2 separate regions of the Zea mays genome follow, and region 1 is linked to region 2. A link is a contact called in public Hi-C data. All regions are on one chromosome and are shown on one strand. Each heading gives the region's core, a stretch centred on a gene start, on an enhancer-like site or on the middle of the called end of the contact. The rest is flanking DNA. Distances are from core to core; before and after follow the strand shown. Region 1 holds the start of LOC100275130. Region 2 holds the start of LOC100272890.

Region 1 (4,878 bases), core at 1,287-3,786, 250 kb before region 2:
TCGCGTCAGAACCGTCGGTAACGAAGAACCTCAACCAACCAATCTGCACGAAACAACCCCCACCCGATCGCGAGAGGGGAAAAGATAGGAAACGACGACACGAACGCACCTTGCTTCGACATGGCCGGCGGGGGGACGGATCGGCGGGCGAGGGCCGAAACCCTAGACTGAACAGCACCGGCGCACGGCACCGCGACGGCGAGTAGGTGGGGAAAGGCAAGCGGGACCGGGTGCGCGAGGAGGCTGGTGATATGCACGGAGGCTGCGTTCGCGCTGGCGAGATGCGAGCGGCGAGCCCGTGGGAATCTTTTGGTCGGGGGAACTCGGGACGGGAAGGGCCTTTTCTAGTATGGGCTTTTGGAGCCAGGGATGGATTGGTAGAGTCGGCCTGTGTATTGTATAATGGGCTGAGAATCTATTGGCCCCCTAGTATGGGTTCTTTCTGTGTGCCGTTGGGGTCTTTGCGTTCCCGAGAAGTTGTTTGCTACTGCCGTCTAAACTCTAAACCAGAGGTGACCTTCAACATTTAGCATTATTTTTATTTATATAGACTACCAGGTGGTGGATCTGCAAAAGTGTTTCTTTGCATCTCAGATGCAAAGAATTTTTTTTCCATCTAGGAAAGTACACTCACCCAATCATGATCCATCTCAAGTCGACGGAAAACCAACCCCAATGCCCGCCACGGCAGCACGCAGGCCAGGCCGCGGGGTGCCACGCGGAGCACAAGCAACACGGACGCCGGAAAGGAAAGGGGATGCGTAACGGAACGGGCGGGCTGCACGCCGCGGCGCTGGGCACGCAAGGGGGGGCTCGCAGAGGTGCAGGCCCTGAGACAGGCTCGCGTGGGCGGCGTGGTGGTTCAGCAGCAGCAGCAGCAGCCCAGGATGAATGGTGGCCGCCCGTTCCTTGTCCGTAGTACTACTGCCTGCGGCGCTCGCGGCCCGGCCGGCGCGCGGGCACGGTGGGCGCCCCCTGTACCAGCGCAGCGCCAGTGCCGCAGCCACCGCCACACGTTTGCGTCGCGTCGCCACGGGGGCACGCGCGCGCGCATGCATACGCATATCTGACGCCTCACACGCCTCGATCGCATGCGTCGCCGGCCCGTGTGTATATGGCCCCGTTTGTTTCCGCTTTTGAGCGGCTTCTGGCGGCCATAATCTGCCCAGGTCATCCAAACGCGCAGATTCCATGCCGACTGCGAGACGAAGCGCTTTAAGGAGAAGTGGATATGCAGCTGTTGGAGAAAAGCGGTCACTCCATCGCGTCTCCAGGAATCCCAACCGCTTCTCGGTCGTCAGTCACCCCGCACTGCAGTACAGTGCCACCATGCCGAACCTGACAGACGGTTGCTTTGTGCCATGCGATGTATCTAGTGACTTGTTGAATTAGTGATGCATGATTCCTTTGTTAACAAAGCTAACGCTTCAACTTCGACTGATCTAGGTTACTCCATCGCGTCTCCAGGAATCCCAACCGCTTCTCGGTCGTGAGCATTACTTTGATTTTTTGTTGAATCGTGTATATCTGTATCAATTTATTTATTTTGGGTTTATGGTATTGTGGTTCGATCCGGTTATTGTGACTGATCTAGGTTATTAAAACTATTATTGTAATGAGGCGTTGATTATTGTGTCTTTGCCTGTTTTCTTTTTTTCACTTAGAATCTACCTTCATTTTCGCTTAGGAAGAAATCCAAGATAATTATTGCTTGGATGGCATTGCATAACTTTATTCGAGACAGTGCTCTACACGATCGAGACTTTGACCAACTTGTACCTACTAGCCTTGCTCATGATGTACCCATAGATGAGAGTAGTAGTACCACATCTGATGAGTTAGACATAAATGCATTTCGAGATGCAATTGCTAATGCATTAGTGTTGTAGTTTAATATGTCAATGTACCGATAATTATGTTGTAATGAACTCTACTAATTTTAATGTAATGACCTTCTTGTTGGTTCGGTGTTTATATCTGTTTCCTTTTTTGAATCAGAATCTACAATCTCAGAATCTGCGTATCCAAACACCCAGATTCTAACCACCAGCTTTTCTCCACAGCAGGCGAACCAAACACCTAGATTCTAACCACCAGCTTCTCTGCACAGCCAGCTTTTCCCCACAACCAGCTTTTTAGAAAAGCTCTTCAGAAAAAAGCCGAACCAAACAAGCCTATATCACCCCCCAGGCCCCCCGTGAAGCTCTGGCCAAGAGCCGTCGCCGTCAAACTAATTAAGCACCCCGAAAACATCTGCAGCCCTGCAGAATTCCGGTTGGCTGGCGCGCGCGCGTCGCCCGCCCTCGACACGAGGACTTGGCGTCTTCGTTTCGTTGCCAATTGGCGACGCCTCCATCCGGCAGCGACGACGACATTGCCAGCAGCCGTCGCTAGCTAGCTAGCTAGCTCATGGTGAGTGCCTGCCTGCCTGCCTGTCTCTGTCTGGTCTCTTCGCGCCGTGTCTTTCTCGGAGGCGGCTGCTGGCGAACGCGAGCTGAGGCTCCTAAGGCCAGCCGTGTGGCTTTCACCGCTGCCGCACTAGCACTAACGTCGCGCGCGTTTTCTGACGACCCGTCCTCGTGCTCATGCAGGCACTGCTCCCGCTGTTCCTGAGGCCGGTGGTCCGGTTCGCGGCGCGCGTGGCGGCCGGCGGGCCGGCGGCCGCGGCGGCGACGATCCTGCACCGCGCCGGCGCGCTGCCGAGGAACCGGGGCCTGGAGCGCCTCGTCCGGGACGACGACGTCGACGACGACGACGAGCTCCACGGCCGCGGCCACGACGACTGCATCGCTAGCTTCGTCGTCGGCGTCATGCGCTGCCTCTGCTAGCTAGTAGTCTAGTCTAGTCTAGTCTAGATGGCGCATGCAGCAGTGCTGGCCATGGACGACGTGACATGCGTGCACGCACGTAGCAATGGCGCGCGACGCTGGTGTAGATTCAGCTAGCTGACTAGCTCTGGCTAGCTAGTAGAGCTAGAGAGAGGGGAAACGGGCTCCATTGTTCTCGCCTTCTCGGAGGGAATCCACCTTGATGAATTCGTGAATTTGTAGCAGGGAATGAAGTTGCATTGCAATGCTGACCTTTACCTTCTGCATGTGCACCTCTCAGCTGAAGGCATTTTATTACAGCTAGCTGCGGCTAGATGTAGGAATCAAGTGTACCCCTTGCAAAATATGGTATTCACATGACAAACGAACGAACGAACAAAAAAAAAGTGTACCTCCTGTCCTCATGAAAATGACAAAAGAAAAAGGACTACGGAGGGCCAGTACGTACAGGTAATGAGTCAATGACTCCCTAGCTTGCAGACGGGCAGGGGCTCCAGCGCCATATGTACATGTAGCATGCACAAAACATACAGCACTCACATAAATCCAAGCAGCTGAAGAGAAAGTATTCCTTGAGAATTTATCATTAGGGGCGAAGCCAGACAACAAAATTATTAGGGTCAATTTCACTAATCATCATCTAAATACACTAAATAACAATATATTTATATAATATTTTTTAAATATTACAGGGATCAGCTGACCCCAATAAAAGCCTCTGGCTGTCCGGCCCTGTTTATCATCGTTTACACATGCGCATCCCATCGTGATCTTAGTACATCTGACAATGCAATTTCGAGGTGCAATATCTCCAATAAAATAAAGAATAAGCAATGGAACCCCTGTCAACTATGCTATATATATTGTGTTGATATGAAAACAGTACTCGTATTCTAGACAGACATCTGGGTGCCGTTTGGTTCACATATTTGTAACGTAATGGGTAACTGATAACGTTAAATCATGTTTGTTTTAGTTCAACCGTAATCAGATATCATACTAAAAATTAATACTGGTCTATTCAAACTTGTTACCGCCGGTAATCGTGTGTAAACCATTATCATTACCATTACCATTTGCGTTACATTTGTTGAAACAAACAGCACCCTGCTTCAAAGGAAAACCTATATATAACAAGAGCACTGACTCAGTGGTTCTGCTGTCTTGCAAGGAACTGTCTTGTCAACAAAGGATCGACTCTTCAGCTGAAAGAACGTGTAAACAAGCCAGAAACCATCGTGTGCCACTGCCACCTTAGGCCTTCCTCAGAGCCTTGACCCGAGCAGCCAACTCATCGAAATCTGGCAACTTTGGGTGCACGTGAGCGCTCCTAGGACCATCGGGCTGAAGCGAGGTGGACCGAGCAGGAGCCTTTTCGCATCTTCGCCCGGCCCGGGCCAGCAGATTCACGCGATAGCTCTACCTGAGAGTCCATGCATTGCAAGTTATTCGACCAAATTCCATTCTTTAATCCGAGCTAATGGATACCAATTCGTTTGATTTCTTACTACAACCTATAGAAAAACATAGTTCCAGAGATAAAAGGAGACCAGACAACGAAGATTTCCGAACCAGTTCTGACATCAAGCGTAGGACTAGGAGCGACACATCTCCCAGAGTAGTTGTAACTCCCTCCTCCTCCATGGGGGACCGGGGGACGACAAAAAGATGCGAACGCGCGATTAGCCTCCACATGCATGGAAATCTTACTGTTTGGATCTGATGGAGTACATAAAACTTTGTGATTCATCTGATGAAGAGCTACATCAGATTACATATTTAGACATCACCAAGATTTTTCAGGAGGGAAAGATTGCAGAGGATCGTGATGAACTGAGCTTTGCTTTGTTAAACTTGTACAGCAGAAGTGGTAAAAAAAAATAAACAAGGTGGACAAAATTTGCAGCTTGCATATCAGCATATGATACAAAGAATAACTATGCACCATCACTCGCTGACTGTAATTTAAGCTCTACACATGCAAGGGGTGAGAGGGTTCTCCCATAGGTCATAGTGCGGGAAGGTGGGTTCAGGGAGGCCGGTCCGTGTC
Region 2 (5,245 bases), core at 896-3,395:
ACTTGGAGGCGCAATGGGAGTGTCATCTGAAAGGTCTTTTCCTCATTCGGGTCTGGTAAAATCATCTCAATATTCTAAGGCAATACTTGGACTATAATTTTATTTTTTTTTTGCAGCGCTTCTTCCCTCAAGCTGGCTGATTCTAATTCTGTTGGTTTTGCTATTTCTTGTAAGCACTGGATTAACAGCGACTGGCCCCATTGATCATACGGATTCGTGAAGACTTGCGTTGTGACCCCGAAACAAATTCTTGAAGCCTCTTCTTGGACAGCGAATGAATGGAGTTGACGACTAGAGGTGTTCTGCTTAATTAATTGCTTGCCCGTCGCGATGGTTACTGTTTCTTTCAGGATGACTCGTTCTGGTGTGTAAGATCAGGTGATGTGCAGCTCCCCCTTCCTGTGCATGATTAGCCCCCCTCCTTGAGTGCAAGTGTAGACATAGGATGCTATCTGTTTGTTTGGTTACCTCAATTTAAGCTGAACTGTACAATGCTGATATAGTTTCCTGGTTCTGAAGCATTCTCTTCTTGATTGTTCTTGGTTGAAAGGGAAAGCGATGGGGGTTGCACCCTTCTTTGTTGTTCCTGGTTGAAAGGGGGAGGAAGCGTTGGATCAAATCAACGGGAGGAAAGTTCTTGCTGTGTTGAATACTAGTATACTATACTATATACAAGTCAGTTGTGGCTGGAAAAAAACGACTAAATCCTAAAGCGCCTGTGGACTTCAGTTATGGAGATTTTTTTTTAGTGGATTGTTTTGCTGTGACTCTATGGGAATTTAGCGGAGTAAAAAAGCGACAGCCCGAATTTGCATTAACAAGTACATTACATACACGATTCCTCCTCTGCTCTCCAAAGTTTTCCATGGTATACATACACCTTCCCAAGATCCATGACGGCGGTCGGACACCTAGCAGTTAGACACTCGAATCACTCGAGCTGAGCGTACCAGACCCCCTGGATCTTGACATCCTTGGGCGCCTTGGCCCCGAGGTCGGTGTCGGACGGCTGCACGCTCTCGAAGACGCCGATGACCTCGCCGGTCTCCGGGTTGCTCTTGGTGACGCTCAACGTGATGTTGCCGGTGGAGGAGGCGGCGTTCTTGATGTTCTCCTTCTGGAGCTCCTCCTCGTCACCTCTGCCCCCGGCGGGGAGCGCGACGGCGTTGTCGTAGCCGGTGGAGCCGCCGCGGCCCTTGGGGTCGAGGAAGGAGGAGCCACGGTAGCTGGGCACGAGGAAGGGCCCGCCGAAGCTCTCGGGCTTGCCGGTGGCGACGAGCTGCTTGACGGTGAAGAGGAACGGCACGCGCTCGCCCCCCGGGAGCTGCACGGTGACGGCGGCGTAGTCGATGCCGTCCTTCTCCTCGAACTTGAGCGTGCCGTCGGAGCCGACCTCGAGCGGGCCCTCGATCTCGTCCAGCGTGTACGTGAGGCGGGTCATGAGCTTGGTCTTCTGGAACTCGGGCGGGGCGTTCTTGGCGATGCCCTCCGCCTTGACGGTGAAGGACGTCGGCTCCAGGCACAGCTTCTTCATCTGGTACTTGCCGGCCTTGAACGGGAACGACTCCACGCCGCCGTCGATGGTCGGGCACTGGTTCGCCGTGCCCGTGCCCTTCACCTCCATGTACGTTTTGCTCTGGATCTCGTCGTAGGTCAGCCTCTTGGGCGTGCCCTCCGCGCTCGCGCCCTGCACGCAGACACACACACACACACACACACACACACACACACACACACACACACATGTCACCACCAACCAACTTCGGCCGACCTTGAGGAGCAGGCAAGCGAGCTCGCTAACAATGCATGCGTGCTTACCGAGACGAGGAGCGCCGAGGTGGCGAGCGCGAAGCCGGCGAGCTTCGCGGCGTCGACGCACCTGCTGGCGACGTCCTGCAGGGAGCACGTGATCCTGGCGGCGCCGGCGTCGACGCCGAACGCCCTGCAGGCGAGTTGCGACGACGGGCGGGACGGCAGCGAGGCAAAGGGCGCCCGGCCGCCGATCTTGGCCGGCTGCATCAGGGTGGCCGCGGCTTGGAGCGAGGCTGCCATCGTCGTCGCGGCGGTGATGCCTTTTGGCTTTTGCCCTTTTCCTCTGGTGGGTGCGTATCGTGAAGGGCGGTTTTGTGAGGGCGGGAGAGTTCGTTATCTACGCGCAGCTGAGCACAGGCCACAGGCGGAGGATAAGAGCAGCGGATAAGGGGTCTCTTCCCATTGGTGAATCGGGGCTATGGTGATGCCCACTGCACACGTGGCATGCCCAGGTGCCACTCCTCGCTGGCACTTGTGGTCGTGCGGGCTGGTCCTGGTTTGTAGGGACCACCGGAGAAGGATCTCCTCTCCTCGGCCTAATCCCCATGGGCCATGGTATACAGTTTTTAGTGGAGCAACTAAAGTTTATTTAAATCAGCGGTATGTACTCTTGTGTTGTCAATAATACTACTAGTACCAAGCATTTAATGAAATCTAGCTTGTGATCCAAGACATGGACTACCTACTGCATATTACTCTAGAGTTCAATGACGCACCAACGATCCTCGGACTTGTAAGTGTGTGTTACTTAGTTTTGTGAGTTTTAAAAATACATTTCTATTTTCATTAATAAAAGAAGTATAAACAAATGTACATCATCTAAGAAAATAAGGTTTCTAGACCCAAAAGAAAGGAAGAAAAAAAAAAGGCATAACTATAGCTATCTCTCTAAAGAATGAGGGGTCCTTGTTAACTTTCCTTGGATTTGATACATTGGAAAGTTTGCCATTTATATAAAAAAATCACTCCATTTTTTGTAGTCTGGATGATCTAACAAGTAGACGAAAATCTCTCTAAAATAGGATTGCCAAAATTTGTTCTAGCCTTAATGTTGATGTCTAAAGGTTGTAGACTCAGGTTCCAACTTATGGCGATTTTATTCTAATATGATTGAGTAAAAGAACGTTCAAAGAAGAGGTGGAAACTTATGTCAACCAACCTGCCTCCCATCATGAACAATAAAGGAGTGAAGTCTTGCATGGTGGGCTTTGTGGTACCACGAGGGATCCCCACGTACGTAAAAGCGCGTACCACCACCAACTTTGCATCCAAAGGTGTTAGCTAAGTGGAGAGTGGAGATCTATCTGATTCGTTAGGTTGATGAGAACCAAAAATGACTCCTCAAACTTCACATGAAGCTCAGTTGAGTTTGAAAAAGGATCTTAGGAACCCTTTTAGGTTAAAAAAAGAACTCTAGCATCACCTGTATGGATGAGTAGGGTATCGTCGTCCTACTTGTATAGTTGGAAAGTCACCTCCAAATGTATCACTCAAAGGATTCTTTAAAACACTCACCCCCACCAAGCTTTATTTGTCCTAGATTAGAGGAGGTATATATGTTGCCATCTCAAAGAGAAGGAGATAGAGGGGGGGGGGTCCCCTTGTCTCACTCCTCTTCTACAATTGTTAAAGATTTTTGTGTGGGATGCCATTGAGTAGTACTAAAGATATGATCCTCAACCAAGAATACTTTGAATCCATGTGATTCGCTTGTCTAAAAAAAGCTTATGCTTTAGGACTCTGTAGAACCATCCAATGCCCTAGTTTGTAAAAAACGAATTTTCGAAAGTGAACTGAAGTATGACGAGTTATTTATTTGAACGATGGCAAAGGTGAGCACAAAACTGTTCACGCCGGAAAACCAAAACCCTCGGTTTTGGCAACGTACTACTGGACCAGATCTGGATGTTCCACAGCCAAGGCCACCTTAAGATTGGATTGGGCCTGAAGATGACGTCAGAGGCCTCCAAGTGAAATTGCTAGTGGGCCTGCCAAAAGCCCTCTCCCTCTCCCCCGAACCAAACAAAGGCCGAAGCCTTGCGTGTCGGCTTTCCGCAGTGAAGCAGCTGCAGTGGCCCGGGGGGCAGCTGAGAGACCTTCGTTTTTGTTCCCTGAATGAATTCTGGTCCTGTTTGGTGAACTTGCATCGAACACACATAGAAAAAAAAGTAAGGGAAAAAAAAGAAGAAAAAAAACACCCCGACGCCACGCTCGTCAGGCATCACCTACGCCTACGCGGAGCCCCCTATATTGACCGATCGTGTCAACTGTCAATCCCTTTGGCGTTCGTTGGGAGAAGAAAAGGACAACAGGGACGAGAAGCAGGGCCCGGTCCTGGTTGGATGCTGCAGGGCGATATGGCCGGCCGGCCGGCTTGCCCTTGTCTGACTCTGACGAGAGCATGGAGGCAACAGTGTCAATGAGTTGGTACGAGATGGAGTCAGCAAATGGAGGTAAGCTTGCTTAATTAACCGTAGGGTTTCTAACAGTGAGCTGTCTGGTACGTAATAATACTATTAGTTAGAGTTGGCCAGGTACTAGCTACAGGTTGTATGAATCCGTCAACTAAGCTGGTTGGAATGCTATACAGGTTTAGTGCCGCACCCAAAAAAAAAAAAGTCGAATTTGTTTGCACTAAAGAAGCATATCGTAACCCATCTGAAACGAACAATAATAATGCGTATAAAGAGAGAGAGTGCGGTGTGCTGTGTGCATGGGCAGCAAAACCATTCATTCGTCCGGCAACTCTTGGTGCTCGCACGATAGTACGATACGACGGCGGATCACACGAGTCGTCTTCGTCATCATCCTCCTGTCGCCTCCTCCTCCTCCTCCTCCCAAGCAAACAGAGCATCATTCTCGTCTCCTCTACGCTCCCAGCGTAGTACAGTGCAGTGCGTACGCAACGCGAGAGCGACACGTCACTGAAAACAATAGGCACTCCCAAGGCAACGACAAGAACCCGTCAGCGTCTGGACGCACACACACACACCACCCATCCATATAGCGCCATGCCATGCATTGCATTTGCATCACCGAAACCATCTCGCCTTTCATCCAACTGGCTCTTGCTGCTCATGTGACGGATGCCACGTCATGCGTTAAATTAATCTCGACGAACTTACTTACTACACCAATCAAGTGATTACGCCGTCTGATTTGATGCAACGACCCACCTCCGGCGTCCAAGTGTGAAGGCAGGAAGCAACGCGAGATGCTGCATGTACTTTCCAAAGACCGGGTCTACATGCACGCCGCCGATTTCTCTCTCTCTCTCTCTCCTTTTGTCATCATCTATCTTGTAGTATTATTATTTCCGTACACACACACAAGTATGGTCTTGGTCTTCGCAAACGGTGTAAGCGAACCACGTACGACTCTGGACTCTGGAGTCTGGACAGGTGAGGTGAAAGAGTGAACAGAAATATTCAAA

Evidence for each region. Hi-C and Micro-C count contacts between places; a contact is called where the count stands out from the background.
Region 1: a Hi-C map of endosperm shows a contact between it and region 2, with 2.0 times the contacts expected there. The contact joins the promoter of LOC100275130 here to the promoter of LOC100272890 in region 2. A contact is called at or near these places in 9 of 25 Hi-C or Micro-C datasets (bundle sheath, ear, endosperm and 3 more).

What each region holds. Positions count from the first base shown.
Region 1 is chr6:98,706,018-98,710,895 of Zm-B73-REFERENCE-NAM-5.0, reverse strand. It overlaps LOC100275130, which reads left to right and starts at 2,536. Exons shown (of 1, transcript NM_001363843.1): 1 at 2,536-3,158. The coding sequence starts at 2,586. The coding sequence ends at 2,828. It overlaps LOC100286190 (auxin-independent growth promoter-like protein), which reads right to left. Exons shown (of 11, transcript NM_001159078.2): 11 at 4,633-4,878. The coding sequence ends at 4,794. It overlaps LOC100276034, which reads right to left and starts at 321. Exons shown (of 4, transcript NM_001363844.1): 1 at 110-321. The coding sequence starts at 122.
Region 2 is chr6:98,456,539-98,461,783 of Zm-B73-REFERENCE-NAM-5.0, reverse strand. It overlaps LOC100272890, which reads right to left and starts at 2,145. Exons shown (of 2, transcript NM_001357511.1): 1 at 1,819-2,145; 2 at 786-1,687. The coding sequence starts at 2,052. The coding sequence ends at 932. It overlaps LOC100384218, which reads left to right. Exons shown (of 1, transcript NM_001176790.2): 1 at 1-22.